Linked DNA regions of Rattus norvegicus: region 1 is linked to region 2. The links are chromatin contacts, called in public Hi-C maps. All regions are on one chromosome and are shown on one strand. Each heading gives the region's core, a stretch centred on a gene start, on an enhancer-like site or on the middle of the called end of the contact. The rest is flanking DNA. Distances are from core to core; before and after follow the strand shown.

Region 1 (6,659 bases), core at 2,923-5,422, 66 kb before region 2:
ACTGAGAGGTCCCACTGCACACCCAGGACAAGGCAGAGCACTGTGGATTAAAGGCCACTGCTGCTTGTTCTCATTTTTCTCTCTCCATTGAAGTTAACACTGAGTATTCTCTCTACTGTTAAATGAGCATTTTTGTCACCAGAAACCTGGTTAGGAGACTTTCTTTATAGACTTGAGAGCCAGGTATGGCGGCTCACACACTTATATGTCCCTCACTTGGAAAATGGACACAGAAGTCTCATGAATTCAAGGATATCTCCAGCTAGTCTAACCTGTCAGCTACATGTGACGCCACCACTAGCTACGCTTTCAGTTCAAGGCTGGCCAGCCTGGGCTACCTAAGACCTGCCTCAAACAACAACCTCAACAACAACAACAACAACAACAACAACAACAACAACAACAACAACAAAATCCAAGATTGTTCTTCTCTTTAATCCCAGATGGCAAATTAATTCAAGCAGCATTGGGAATTGGTTCTAATGCTTTGTCTTAATTCGGCTCCCAGAATCGCCTGGGAATCTGTGTTTAGACACTGAAGGAAGCCTGACCCCAGGTGGCTCTGATTAGGAAATAAAGTTGCAAATGGCCAATGACTGGGTGAAAGAGGCGGGACTTTTAAGACTGCACTGGCAGAGAACAGAAGGAGAGGGAGAGAATTGCCCTGACTTGGAAGCAGAGGGATTAGACATAAGAGCTGGAGGAAAGAAAGCAGCTAGCCATGTAAAAATTCAAGAAAATGGCACTAGGTACTACTCCCCCGATTGGGTCTGGGATAGCAGAGATGAAATGTTGATTTAGTAAGTTGACTTAGGAAAGTTGGAGGGGAGAATGTAGGCTAGCCGAGGGGAGAATTAGAAATGCCCAGCCATTGAGCTAGTCAAGGCATATCAAAATTAGCCTGTGTGTGTGTGTGTGTGTGTGTGTGTGTGTGTGTGTGTGTGTGTGTGTGTGTGTGTGTGATTTGTGAATCCAGAGAGCTCTTGGACATGTGCATGTATGCATGAGACCCACCAGTAGCCAAAGTGGTTTAACTTACCTACCACTACAAAGCAGTGACTTGGATCAGCCATTTTATTTTATTTTTTTCATAGAATCCAGAGCTGTACCTGTCTTTCCCTCCCGAGTACTGGGAGTGTCATTTCCATTCTTACTGTGCTTTTGTTTTATGTACAATTTGTAGGTTGGCTAGATGTTCTTTGTTGTGCTTAAGGTTTATAAAAATGGTGTGGCAGTTTAAAAATGCTTGTCCCAGGGAGTGGCACTATTACGAGATGTGGCCTTGTTGGAGTAGGTGTGAGCTTATTGTAGGAAATGTGTCATTGCCAGAGTGGGCTTTGAGACCCTTCTTCCAGCTGTCTGGAAGCCTAGTCTCCTGTTTGCCTTCAGAAAAAGACGTAGAACTCTCAGCTCCTCCAGTGCCATGTGTGCCTGAATGTTGCCACCCTTCCTGCCATGATGATAATGGACTGAAACTCAGAACCTCAAGCCTACCTCAGTTACATGTGGTCCTTTATTAGAGTTGCCTTGGTCACGGTGTCTCTTCACAACGATGAAAACCCTAGCTAAGATAAATGGGAAACTTGGTTTTGGTTTGTTTTCTGTATTTTATTTTTTTAAAGAGCTTAGGGACAGCATGACCAAACAATAATTATCTGCAGGTTCACCTGAACTGTTAGTGGAGATGGCACTAGCTGGAGATTAAACTAAGCTGGAGTAGTTGAGGAGGAACCCCACCATAGCAATAATCCTTGAAAGAAGAGAAAGTGGAAGCCATGTGTTTTTCTGATCTGGTCTAAATGTGGGAGTCATACAATGTCATTGCCATTCTTACTGTATTGCTTAATAGAATCATGAGTCTATGTGATGTACTCAAGGGATAATGCCCATCTAAGTTCACAGATTCAAGAAGACTCTAAAACTTTTGTTGATTTTTTGTGACTTCTACATCATGAACCCCCTAGTATTCAGCCTCTACCTTTGCAGCTCCCCCCAAGAGAAAAGAAAGAACACACAAACAAAACAAGGCATAGAAAACATCTCATCGTGGAAGTTACAGTGTATCCCAGTGTATCCTACTATCAATCCCTCTGTCCACACATCTTCACTTGCAAATGTTCATTTGCAATGAGTCTTTGGTCTGCTTGGAGGTCTCTGGCTTCTGAGACACCATCAATATTGGATCCTCATCAGGACTCCTCCCAGGTATCCAGTGGTTACCCTTTGTCATGGAGATCCTGCAGCTTTGGGTCAGCAGAATAGGCCCTTTCATGCACTCCAACAATTTACAGATGAAGTTTATTTTGGAGTGGGCCAACTCAAAGGTGTTAGCTGAGCTGATCATCCTGCAGACTCTCCCGCACCCACACCACCAGGGTGCCCTTTCCAGCATGACTCTGGCTAGGCTGCCATTGGCAGGAGGTAGGGTCAGTTTTCATGATCTCATCTCCCCTGCCCCAGGGCAGGGCACCTGCACCCATACCTCCACATCCAGCTTCACTGTGCTGCCCAGAGGAGGTGCAGGTCCTACTCTCCCAAGTGTTACAGTCAGTGAGGGACAGGAATAGCTCTCCAGCATTCATGCTTTCGGGTCCAACACTCTCAGGTGGCAAGGGGTGAGGAGGTGAGGACATCACCCCTGTGCCCTGTGCCCTGTGCCCTGTGCCCTCTCACCTCACAGTTGACAAGGGTCAGGGTCAGCTCACCTGTGGCCCCTGCAACCAGGGAGAAACTCTTCTGCTGACTCTAACTCTTGATAAAGCAAAGCCAAAGTTATCTTAGAGAAAAGCAAACCAATGGGCAATATTGAAAGGCAAGCTGTATTGGTTTTGTTTTCTGTAGCTGCAATAAAATTCCTGGACTAAAGCAATTAAGGGAGAAACAGTTTATTTTAGCTCATAGTTCCTGGTGACAGTCTACTATAGCAGGGAGCTTGAGGAAGGTGAACATATCACATTCATAGTAAGGACACAGAGATATGTATGTATGGATGCATGCTGATGATCAGTTCAATTTCTCCTCTTTAGGATATCTTCTGCCTAGGGAATGGTGCCACCCACAGAGGATGGGTTTTCCCACCCAAATTAAAGAAATCAAGATAATCCCCCAGAGGCATTACAACAGGCCAAACTGAACTAGATTTAACATTTGAAAGCATTCTTTGTCTGCTGCCCACTAGATATCATGCAGTCAAAGTCAAATACATGGCAATCAAAATTGTCTTCAGGCATTGTATGTTGCCAAATGTCCCTGGGTAACAAAGACACCATCAAACCTAGCTGAAAGGGGCTTAAGACAAACCCTACAAGTCATGAGGTCTCTGGAGTTTAATGTGGTTCTTTTTAAACCCCAAATCCTTATATCCAAAATAGTTCTAGCTACAAAATTAGAGACAACATAAAATGGTCCCAAAGAGAGAAAAAGACAAATAACTTCCAGAATAATGTTTTTGTCTGCATATTCTTTAATTCATGGGCCCTTCATAACAGCATCGTGTTCAGCTGGGTGACACTGGGTGGGAGGCAAAGATTCCTGAGAGTACTGGATATTCCAGTCCAGGGCTGTTTGCCACCAAGGAACAGGGATTGGCTTCACCTTCCTCTTTCTGATGATGGACAAGCCTGCAGTCACGAAACAAGACAATCAGGCAACATAAGAAACTGATCTCAGCTATTCTTGCTATTTAAAGTAGGATTTTACAGGCATGTTTGACAGTTGGTAGTCTCGTTGCCCTTTTTTTTAAAGACAAGAGGGAAAACAAAGAATGACTCAAATCAACAGCCATGGACTGGCTACCTACTGTGTTCCCAGTGCCCCACTTGATCCATCTTCTTTTATGGCACGAATCACTTGCAATGGGAAATAAACTGCTACCTCTGGATATGGCTGCAGTGTGGTCTCATTTGGCAAATCCAACATGGAACAAGCTTCAAGGTCGCCTCCAGGGCTTTGGATGCCAAGGAATTTCAATCTCATCCCACAGGGATATGTTAGCAAGAAGCATCGTTGTCAGTCAAGGTTGGGAAATAGTGCTCCTTCACAAGAAGACTGAGGAGTCTGACAACTTTGTCCTCTTGTTCAATCCCAGAGGGCTGTAGGGTTAATGTTCACCTTCAGCAGAGCTGACCTCCTGAACTTGCATTCTCTCCAGTCCTGTTTCTTCACTCTTTGGCCCAACTTGGTGAGGGGAGGACAGGAGCCAGAGCCAAGATCCTCACTGGGGAAATGAGCCGGGTCCTCTCTTGCTCCATTGCTCAAGGTGGATTCTTGACCCCACAAGGTTACAGTACTTGCACACTCTGAGAGGAGTGGAGACAAAGCTGCCTCGATGGGGCTCAGAAAACACATTCTGGCTTGGCAGCACTTGAGAGGATTCTAGAGACTTTGTATTAGATTTTATTTTGTTTTGTCCATAGACCCTTCAAGGACATTGCTGCAATAGCCTCTCGGGGCTCACTCTCCCATCATTCTCCTCCCATGAGCTGCCAAGAACCTGTCCTGGCCCAGGTCCATCCCCAGCATCCTCCACCCACATCAGGGCAATCACCTTCTTTCCCAATGAGTGGCCAACTTTCCTGAGGTCATCTCCAGGCAAAGGCACAGGGAGCTCAGCCTGCTAACAACCACCACTCACCTGTCTCTTCCCTAGTGATTGCCATATTCCAAATGCCAGTTTAAACATGCCATCTGCCGTGTAAGTCAGGACAATCTCAGAAAGCAGATATAATTACTGTCTTCTTTTATAAGTTATACTGAGGACACAGAAGGACTTGTTGGTGGCCAACAGTTTCTATACAGACCTGGCTCTGACTCCAAATCTGGGTCTCCTTGGGCCTCCAGTCCCTCTTCTCTGCACTTCCTTGGGGAGCTGCCCCCTTGCTCTGCCTCTTGGAACACATTGCTTTTGTTCTGGATTTTCTCTAGTAAATTATCCACTCCTTCTGATCTACAGCTCCCGTGCTAGGTATAGTCTCGGTTCTACTATGAATAAACTGTTTTTATGTCTCTATTGGTATATAATTATATATATAAATGAATTTCATTATGACATTTTAATACATGTGTATAATGTATTTTGTCCCTATTAATACCCAGAACTTTTCTTCTCTCCTTCCCATCCCTGCTGATCCCTCCCTCTTTCAAATTAACCCTCTTTTAGTCTCTGTCATATATGTGTGTATGTGTGTGTGCGTGTGTGTGTGAGAGAGAGAGAGAGAGGGAGAGAGAGAGAGAGAGAGAGAGAGAGAGAGAGAGAGAGAGAGATAGAGAGAATCAGTGAATTCCAGTAGAGTTATTTACAGAGGCACCTGATCAGTGGCTATATAGCACCTATAGTAGCCATTTCCTGCCTATAAATCCCCAAAAGGATAGCCTCACTTGCTGAAAATTCTTCCAACCTTCAGGACATCAGTTTTCTCATCAATAGCATTCTGGTTCCAACCCATATTATTGTCAGCATAGGAACTGAGCTAGCCTATGTGTCTCTGAGTCCGCAAAAGCACATACCTGAAAGATCTTATCCCACCGATGCAGAGGTAAGTCCCCTATGTCCTAAGACTCAGGCTCTACCTGGGATGCTAAGCACCCTATGAGATCTCCACATATAAACACAAACAGGCTGCCTGGTAGCTTCCCAGTGCAGGGACAATAGCTTCTCTTGGCTCTTTCCTCATAGAAAGGTCACATTCCTTGGCCTAGAGGCCCAGCACAAGGAAATAAGGCTGCCAGACATAAAACATTAGGGGCTCTGATTTGCTTTGTTTTGATTTTTAACTTCTAAACCTCCAGATTCTCTTGCTTATTTCTGAGGCAGGAGGAGGAGGGTGGAGGGGTGCTGAGTTCAGCAGAGAGGAGAGAAGCTCCTTGCTGGCAGTTGTTAAACAGAAAAACTGTCAAACCAGGGCCGAGGCCAGTGGGTTTCACTAGAGTCAAGCTGTGAACAGTTCTCTGTAGACCTCAGACCCAGACTTGGCTTAAAGAGAGGCTCAGAATGCCATTTTAAAGCTCTGTTGATTCTGCTGTATCCATCCTGGGTCTTCATGATAAAGCACCCCAAACTAGTAGTGTCTTAGAACAGCAGAAAGTATTATGTTGTGGATCTGAAGACTAGTAACCCAAGGTCAAGGTATCAGCAGCCACTGGTCATTATAAAATCTGTAGTGGGGAAAAAAGTCTCCCTGCTTCTTCCAGCTTTTGAGGGTTCTTGGCTGATGACAGTATTATTCCAATCTCTGCCTCTGCTTTCCATGCTAAACCACCCTGTGCAAGACAGGCAGGTGATCTGCCTCTGAGCCCCATCCACAGTCCCATGCATTTTGCCATCTTGCCTCTGTTTTTATGTGGCCTTCTCCATGCCTCCTTCCCCATTCCTCTCTCTCTCTTCCTCTCTCACATGTGCATATTCGTGTGTGTAAGTGGGACATAGTATACAGGTGTACATGCCCATGTATATGTGTATGTGTGAAGGTCAGTAGACAATCTCAAGTGTCATTCCCTCTCAGGCACTGTCTGCCCTGTGAGTTTGTTTGTTTGTTTCTGAGGCAGGGTCGCTTACTGGCCTGGGGTTACCCAACTAGGCTTGACTGGATTGCCATCGAGCCTCAAGGATCCAGCTTACCCAGCCCTGAGAGTACCCACCATGCGTGGGCTCTTTTAGGTTG
Region 2 (6,628 bases), core at 1,179-3,678:
CTCTTTGACAAGAGACTCCCAGTCTCCAACTAACCCCTTGTATACACTTATACAATATATATTGTCCTGACCCTACAGATATGTGCGTTTGAGTCTTTTGAATTAAGACAGAAAAGAAGGAAAGAGAGAGGACCAAATAAGGAAAGCTTTCTCCATGTGTCAGTTCAGCTGCTTTGGGACAGGTGTGATTATGGAATCCTGTTGCTTTATTTAACAAAAGTCAACGTATTGATGACCACAGGGTGAGAACGGGGTTTGAGAACACCAAAGCTCTGAATCTACTTCTCTATGCTTTTTGCTTTAACCTTGGCTGGCAGAGCAGCTGCCATAGCCTCAAACCCTATGTCCTTATATGACGATGTACAACAAAAAGGATCAGCGTATTTCTAGCCATTCCTTTGTCTTCTCTGGAAGCAGAAATTTTCCAGAACATTATAAAAGACTGTGACTCAGGTCCCATTGGCCAGAAGTGGACTGTCTGGCTATCCCTAAGTCAATCACTAGTGAATAAGAACAAGATTGCCGTGTGTGAATGAAAACACACAGAGTCCGTCCCTTGGATCTAACAGAGAGGTCCATCTTAGCACATGGCTGTATATACAATCTGGTGGAATGTGGAAGGTGGCAGATGCTTATGATACCTACCATTTGGGGAAGGCAGAGCCGTAGGGTGTCTTAATGTTCTATAACAATTGGGATCCTGGGGAAATCTGCAGAAGTTGAGAGACATGGTGGGATAGAGTTAAGGCCTCTTTGTCTTTTCTACATGACTTTCTATATGGTATAACCTCTTTTATTTTTTTTAATGAATTTGCCCACCCTTCCTTTCATCCTTGGGATCTGATGCTTGTTTCAGATATTTACCAGCCAGTAGAAAGCAGCTCCCCATTCTGTACCTGTTCTAGAATTTTCCATGTTTTCTTCCCCTAAGAGGTGGAAGACCTTTGGAGTAAGCCTGAGACTGTGCTTTGGTCTGAAGGTCAGTTTGTCTGCTTAAAATGCTTTTCCGAAAATACAGTAGATGTCTTAGAACAGGGGGGCTGAATCATTCACTGGGATTCGATGCCTGGCCCTATATCGTACCTCAGCTCACTCACCCTCAGGCAACCCAGAGCTTTGCATCCTAGGAAACAGTTGTCATATAAAGATATCACATCTGACACTACGTGTCACACATCTCCTTATCAAGTCACCCTTATAAGACGGAAGAACCCAGCAAAGCTGTTGGCTATGCAAGGCCCTGGGCAGCAGAAGGACTCATTCTGAACCCCTTCCTTCACACTGCACCAAACTGGAATGTTGTCCCAGGAGGCTGTCCTTAGGGAGCCCTCCAGACTCTCTGGCTGCTATGCACCCAAGCCAACAGCACATCCATCAAATTCCAAAAACTGAAAGAAAAAAAATGATTGTTTCCATGCTCTGTGTCAGCACCATGGTCTCTAGCTTCCAGGATTCAAATCCTTCATCTCATCAAATCCTCTTGACAAGCACGCAGCCACAAGGGCCAAAAATGGAATCCAATCGTAATTCTTTACTAGACGCTTAGATTCATGAACCTGTTTAAGACTCTCCTTAACTCTATAATGCAGGTCCCATACTAACTCCACTTTGTAAGCAGGGACCCAAAGGTGAGACAGCTCACCCAAGGCTGCCCAAAGTAGCCAGGAGCCAAGCCGTGTTGTAAGTTCAGATCTGCCTAGCACAAAATCTGAGCTAGAATTACTGTATTCTTCTCAGTCTAGGAAGAGCCCAAATAAAGGGTTTTTGAAACCCTGAAGGCAAATAATGGGCATTATGTCATTAAAGTGATTAGTCTCTGGCTGAGCATGTGACTCCATAGGGAAACTACTTTTTCCATGTACAAAGCCCTGGGTATGGTCTCCAGAACCACATAAATTGGACATAGCGATACATGACTATAGTCCCAGCACTCAGAAGGTGGAAACTGAGGATCAGAAGATAGATCATGCTCAACTACATAGCCTCAGCTGTTTAGCAAGTCTGAGGCCAGCCTATGCTACATGAGATCCTGGATATATATATATTCATATATTCATATATACATCTCTATATATTCTTATATTCTTTTGAGAAAAAAATATTGATTTGCTTTTGGGAAGGTGATTATTCTCCCCCTCCTGATTCTCCCTTCTCCCTAGAGCTTACCTTCCTGGCCCTCTTCATCTCTATTCTTCCTTGGGAACAACCTTAAGACACAAGGAGTCAGTTGAGTGTCCTATACCACAGATGAGTGAATTTAGGTATCTTCAGATGCTATGGCCAGGATCCTATGGTTTCATTAGGTCCTAAAATTAAAGGAGGAAACTTCCAGGCAAGTCCGAATGCCAGGGTGATCTCTAGGTCAAGGCTAACAGGCTCAGAGTGACCCATTGGGATCAACAGTCCAGAGTAAGTAGCAGAGTGTTGCCTAAGCCATGTTCATGGCTTGCAGCCAAAGTCATGGTCCAGGGTCACAGCTTGAAGCTTGCACTGAGCAGCTTGTGGCCAGTCCAAGAGTTTTCTGTCCTTGCTCAGAACACAGTTCATGGTACACATGAACCAACTAACAGCAATGAAAAGGGAAGAGCATGCACATCCTGAGCAGTCTTTTCTCATCACTAAGATAACATACATAGTTGGGTGTATAGTCCGTCATGGTGGGGAAGGCATGGCAGTGGGAGCATAAAGCACTTAATCACATTGCAGCCATAGTAAAGAAACGGTACTCAGTTCTCCCTCTCTCTCTCTCTCTCTCTCTCTCTCTCTCTCTCTCTCTCTCTCTCTCTCTCTCTCTCTCTCTCCTCTTTTAGCTTCAGTCCAGGACCAACAATTAGAGTTGGTCCTCTCAACTCAATTAGCCCAGTCAAGAAACTCCCTCATAAACATGCCCAGAAGTTTGTCTCCTAGGCAATTCTACATCTTGTAAAGTAGACAATGAACAATAACTGTCACAGCAATCAATGAACCAAAGTGTTACTGGATGACAGTGGCATCTCACTCCTCTTAGGCAGCATGTGTTATAGTGAGCTACCCGTGCTGGCATCATCTTTAATTTTTGCCATGATCCTCAGAAATCAATAGGTATCCATGACTCTCCATTTTATAGATGAACAAAATGAGGCTGCAGGGATTGGATGATCTGTCAAAGGTCTTATGGTGGAATAGGCAAGAGTAGAACCTTGGGCTGTGTCCTGAGAGAATATTGTTTTCTCTGTACTATATACCCTACCTAAGAGCTGGAGCTATGAGGCCTTTGTAACTAAGAAGTTGACAAGATGACATGTGTGTCCCTCCCTGAGCTAACCTCTTGAGTACCGCCTGTATCAGGAAGAGTCCTAAGCAATTATGAGTCATAATGTGTGAGGCCCAGGGCCTGCCCAAAATGCTCAATGCTCAACAGCCCACTCCTGATCTTCTAGAATTATTCAACATCTGACAGAGGATGGGGGAGACAGCTCATCCAGCAAAGAGCTTGCCTTAAAAGCATAAAATTAGAGTTCCATCCCCAGAATCCAAATAAAAGAAAAGCTAGGACGGTAGCACACATTTATGAATCCAGCCCTGAGACAAGCACCCACTGAACAGCTAGCCCAGCCTACTTGGCAAGTTCTGGACCAATGAGAAACCCTGTCTCAAAAAATAAAGTCATTGGCAGGAACAAGTAACAGATGTGGTTGTTCTCTGGCCTCTGCCTACACGTATACACATATATGCATACCTACCCCCAACACACCACACATACACATACACACACACACACACACACACACACACACACACACACACACACACACACAAAACCCAGCAAAAAGGCATCACCTCCTCAGGAAAGCAGGACAGGTCCCTGGGTGCATATTTCCCATGTCACGTGTTCTGTTTCTTTCAGAAGCAGGACAGAGGTAGGGCATCTGGATGTAGGATTAAACTGTGTCATTTTGAATCAAAATGGCATCCTTCCTGATCAGTGGCCTCTGTCAACCTAGAAAAAATTCTATTGTTTGAGTTTGGGAAAGATTTGCTCAGATTAGCATAGAGATTGCCTGGACCCTGGGGACAGGGGCTCAACAGCTGATAAAGGAGCAGCTGGAAGACAGTCAGCTCAGTTTCTACGCTTGGCTTCACCACCCTGGAGTGACACAGCAATTCTCCAGGTTCCAGCTCCTAGAGCAACAGGCGCCTGCCTGCAAGAGAGCACAGCAGTGGGAATGACATCTTTCGGTTATCCAATCACTCTTCATTGGTAGGACTCCTTGGGAATGATTTCCGACTCCCTCTTGAACAGCCAGGGCTATAAATAAAGATCCCCAGAGAGACTGAATCCTGCCCTTCATTCTGGTTGCCTCTATGACTCATCCCACAAGCCAGTTCTTCATTCATTCCCCTGATTCTGAGGGGAAAGTGAGTCAGGTGTGGAGGTCAGAGCCACATGTGACCATTGTCCCTGCATCCCATGAGCATCCACTTAGGTACAGGCCATGGGAACTCATGCGTGTGTCTGTGTGCACATCTGCGTCTCCTGTGACAGGTTGTTTAATTTTAAAGGAGCGTCTCTCACACAGATCCAGAATGACAACCATTAGCTAGGACTCCCTGTGACGTCACAGAACCTTCTCTGCAGAACTGCCCTATGCTAAGCAAGGTGAACAGGACGTGTTCTCTTGTGTCTCCATGGACTGCCGTTGCTTAAAACAAATAAAATCCCTGAGTGGGGCAGCAGAGCTCGAGGAAGCAATGCATCATGGAAAGCAGAGCCTCTTCTGAAATAGAACAAGGAAGGCCTTGATTCCTGGGACCTTCTTCCAGCCAGGCTCTCACTGAGCCCTGCACAACTATAACCTGTGTCTTGTCCCATTGTCCAAAGATGGCAAACCCATCCCAGAGAAACTAAACAACCTTCCTAAAATCCCTCAAGCTATAAGGGTTTGCAGTGAGCTCTCCAAGCAGGAATTTGGGGTAGAGTCCAAGTGACCCTTTCATCTCAATGTTCAACAAATGCTTTCTCTACCCCTCGGACCTGTGAACACCCATCATTCTGTTCCAGGGTAGAAAAAAGTGCAAAGCTCAAGGCAGGCCTTCCACCACTGGGATGGAATGAGTGCTTGAGGCAGGCTAGTTGCGAAGCATAGCAGTTGATTTCGCTCACAGCTTTAGAGAGCATGTCACCTTCGGTGGCTCAGCTCTAGCTAGTGGTACATGGACATGGTGGAGGGCAATAATGGAGGTCACTCATGCAGAATCGAGAAAAGGGAGACTAGGAGGGACCACTGCTGGTTTTTGTGACTCATTCTCCTGAAACTTTACCATAGGCTATGAGTGTCCTCGTAAAGAGTGTTCTCCCTCTTGAGTTGAAGACTTTCCTCCAAGCTCCACCTCTTAAAGGTACCATATCTCCAAAACTAGAAAGACACAAGCTTTCCATCCAGGAATCAGTAGGGAACAGTTAAACATACCCAAACTGCACCACCCCTCCATCTTTACTCATTGCTGAACTCCTGGAAGTGCTGATTCCCAATCTGCCCCCTTTACATCTCTACCCATAAGCTTTCTAATGTCCTCTGGCAAGAGAGACACCAACTCTAATTCCTTCCCCTTATCACTGCTTTTCAAATAGCCAGTGACAGCCACTGTGCCACTTCCTCCCTGAACCAGGCTCTCAACCATTTCACACGTGAAAAAATTTCAAATCTCCAAATATATTTGCTCATCACTGTATCCCTTGGACTGGGACACTGCTCCACACTGCTGTCCAGTTTAGGTTAGATAAATGCCAGTTGGGAGGATGAAGGGAAGAGCAAGCCCTTTCAGGGGTGGAGGGGGGAAGCTGGCGCCATGACTTACTGCATGAAGTCTTTTGTCTTAATTAAGGACTGGCTCGAGGCCAGAAGAAGAGAAGTCTCTCCTGGATGGTTCAGGAAAAGGTTCAGGTTGGGTGGAAGGAAGCATCGAGCTCAAAAGAAAGCTCTATGTGGGAAGATTCCACAGGCTTGCAGATCAGTATGAGAATGAGATCAGTAGGAGAAGCTGCCTCCCTCTCCTTTGCCACTCCCCCTCCCTCTTTCCCATTCCTGACTCTATCCCTGCACTCCCTGACTCTGTGTCTGTCTCTCAGCATGCTGCTCATTGTCCAACATGGCAGCTGTCCAAAAGCCATATCCCCACACAGCTGCATAGTCACCCAGATCTAACAAACAGAAGCTCTGTGTCTTAGGCAGGAGAAACTCCTTCTTTGGCCAGACGTGGCCCAGGTGTACCCCTAGACCAGTGAGGTGGGAAGAAATGACCTAGAAAAAAACATGACTGTATCTCATTAGCAAGGCTGGCTGTGTTACAGGAGAAGGGAGGTTTTCAGAGGGTATGTATGGATGAAAAATACTTCTTACAATTTGGGTCCATGTTTTGCCACACTGTTGGGGTACTGGGCAGACGCGAAACACTAGAGTACATTTACCATGAGCTGCCACTGTTGAGTGCTGGGCTTGAGCGAATACCCCGCTCAGGAGGTGGGAAACCGGAGCCTAGGATGTAGAAGGTTGAAGCTGGGGTTCCCAAGCTCCCAGGCATTCAGTCATGACTGAAAAACCACACAGAGGAGTCAAGAGCAAAGGGTTGGGGGCCCATGAGCCTATGA

What was found. A called contact is a pair of places that touch in the nucleus more often than the background predicts.
Region 1: a contact with region 2 is called in a Hi-C map of kidney, with 1.6 times the contacts expected there. The contact joins two enhancer-like sites. A contact is called at or near these places in 2 of 12 Hi-C or Micro-C datasets (kidney and liver).

The regions. Positions count from the first base shown.
Region 1 is chr10:28,928,739-28,935,397 of GRCr8, reverse strand. It overlaps LOC134480677 (a long non-coding RNA gene), which reads right to left. Exons shown (of 2, transcript XR_010055330.1): 2 at 3,444-3,620. Among named protein-coding and RNA genes, the nearest start is that of Adra1b, 120 kb to the right of the region's middle. Within about 2 kb of position 4,172, at least 1 of the 93 cell types and tissues checked has an H3K27ac peak or open chromatin away from gene starts, as enhancers often do. A contact at or near this core is called in kidney, where this site is marked.
Region 2 is chr10:28,860,996-28,867,623 of GRCr8, reverse strand. It overlaps LOC108352076 (a long non-coding RNA gene), which reads right to left. Exons shown (of 5, transcript XR_005490142.2): 5 at 4,852-6,628. It also overlaps a transcript of Adra1b not described here. Among named protein-coding and RNA genes, the nearest start is that of Adra1b, 50 kb to the right of the region's middle. Within about 2 kb of position 2,428, at least 3 of the 93 cell types and tissues checked have an H3K27ac peak or open chromatin away from gene starts, as enhancers often do. A contact at or near this core is called in kidney, where this site is marked.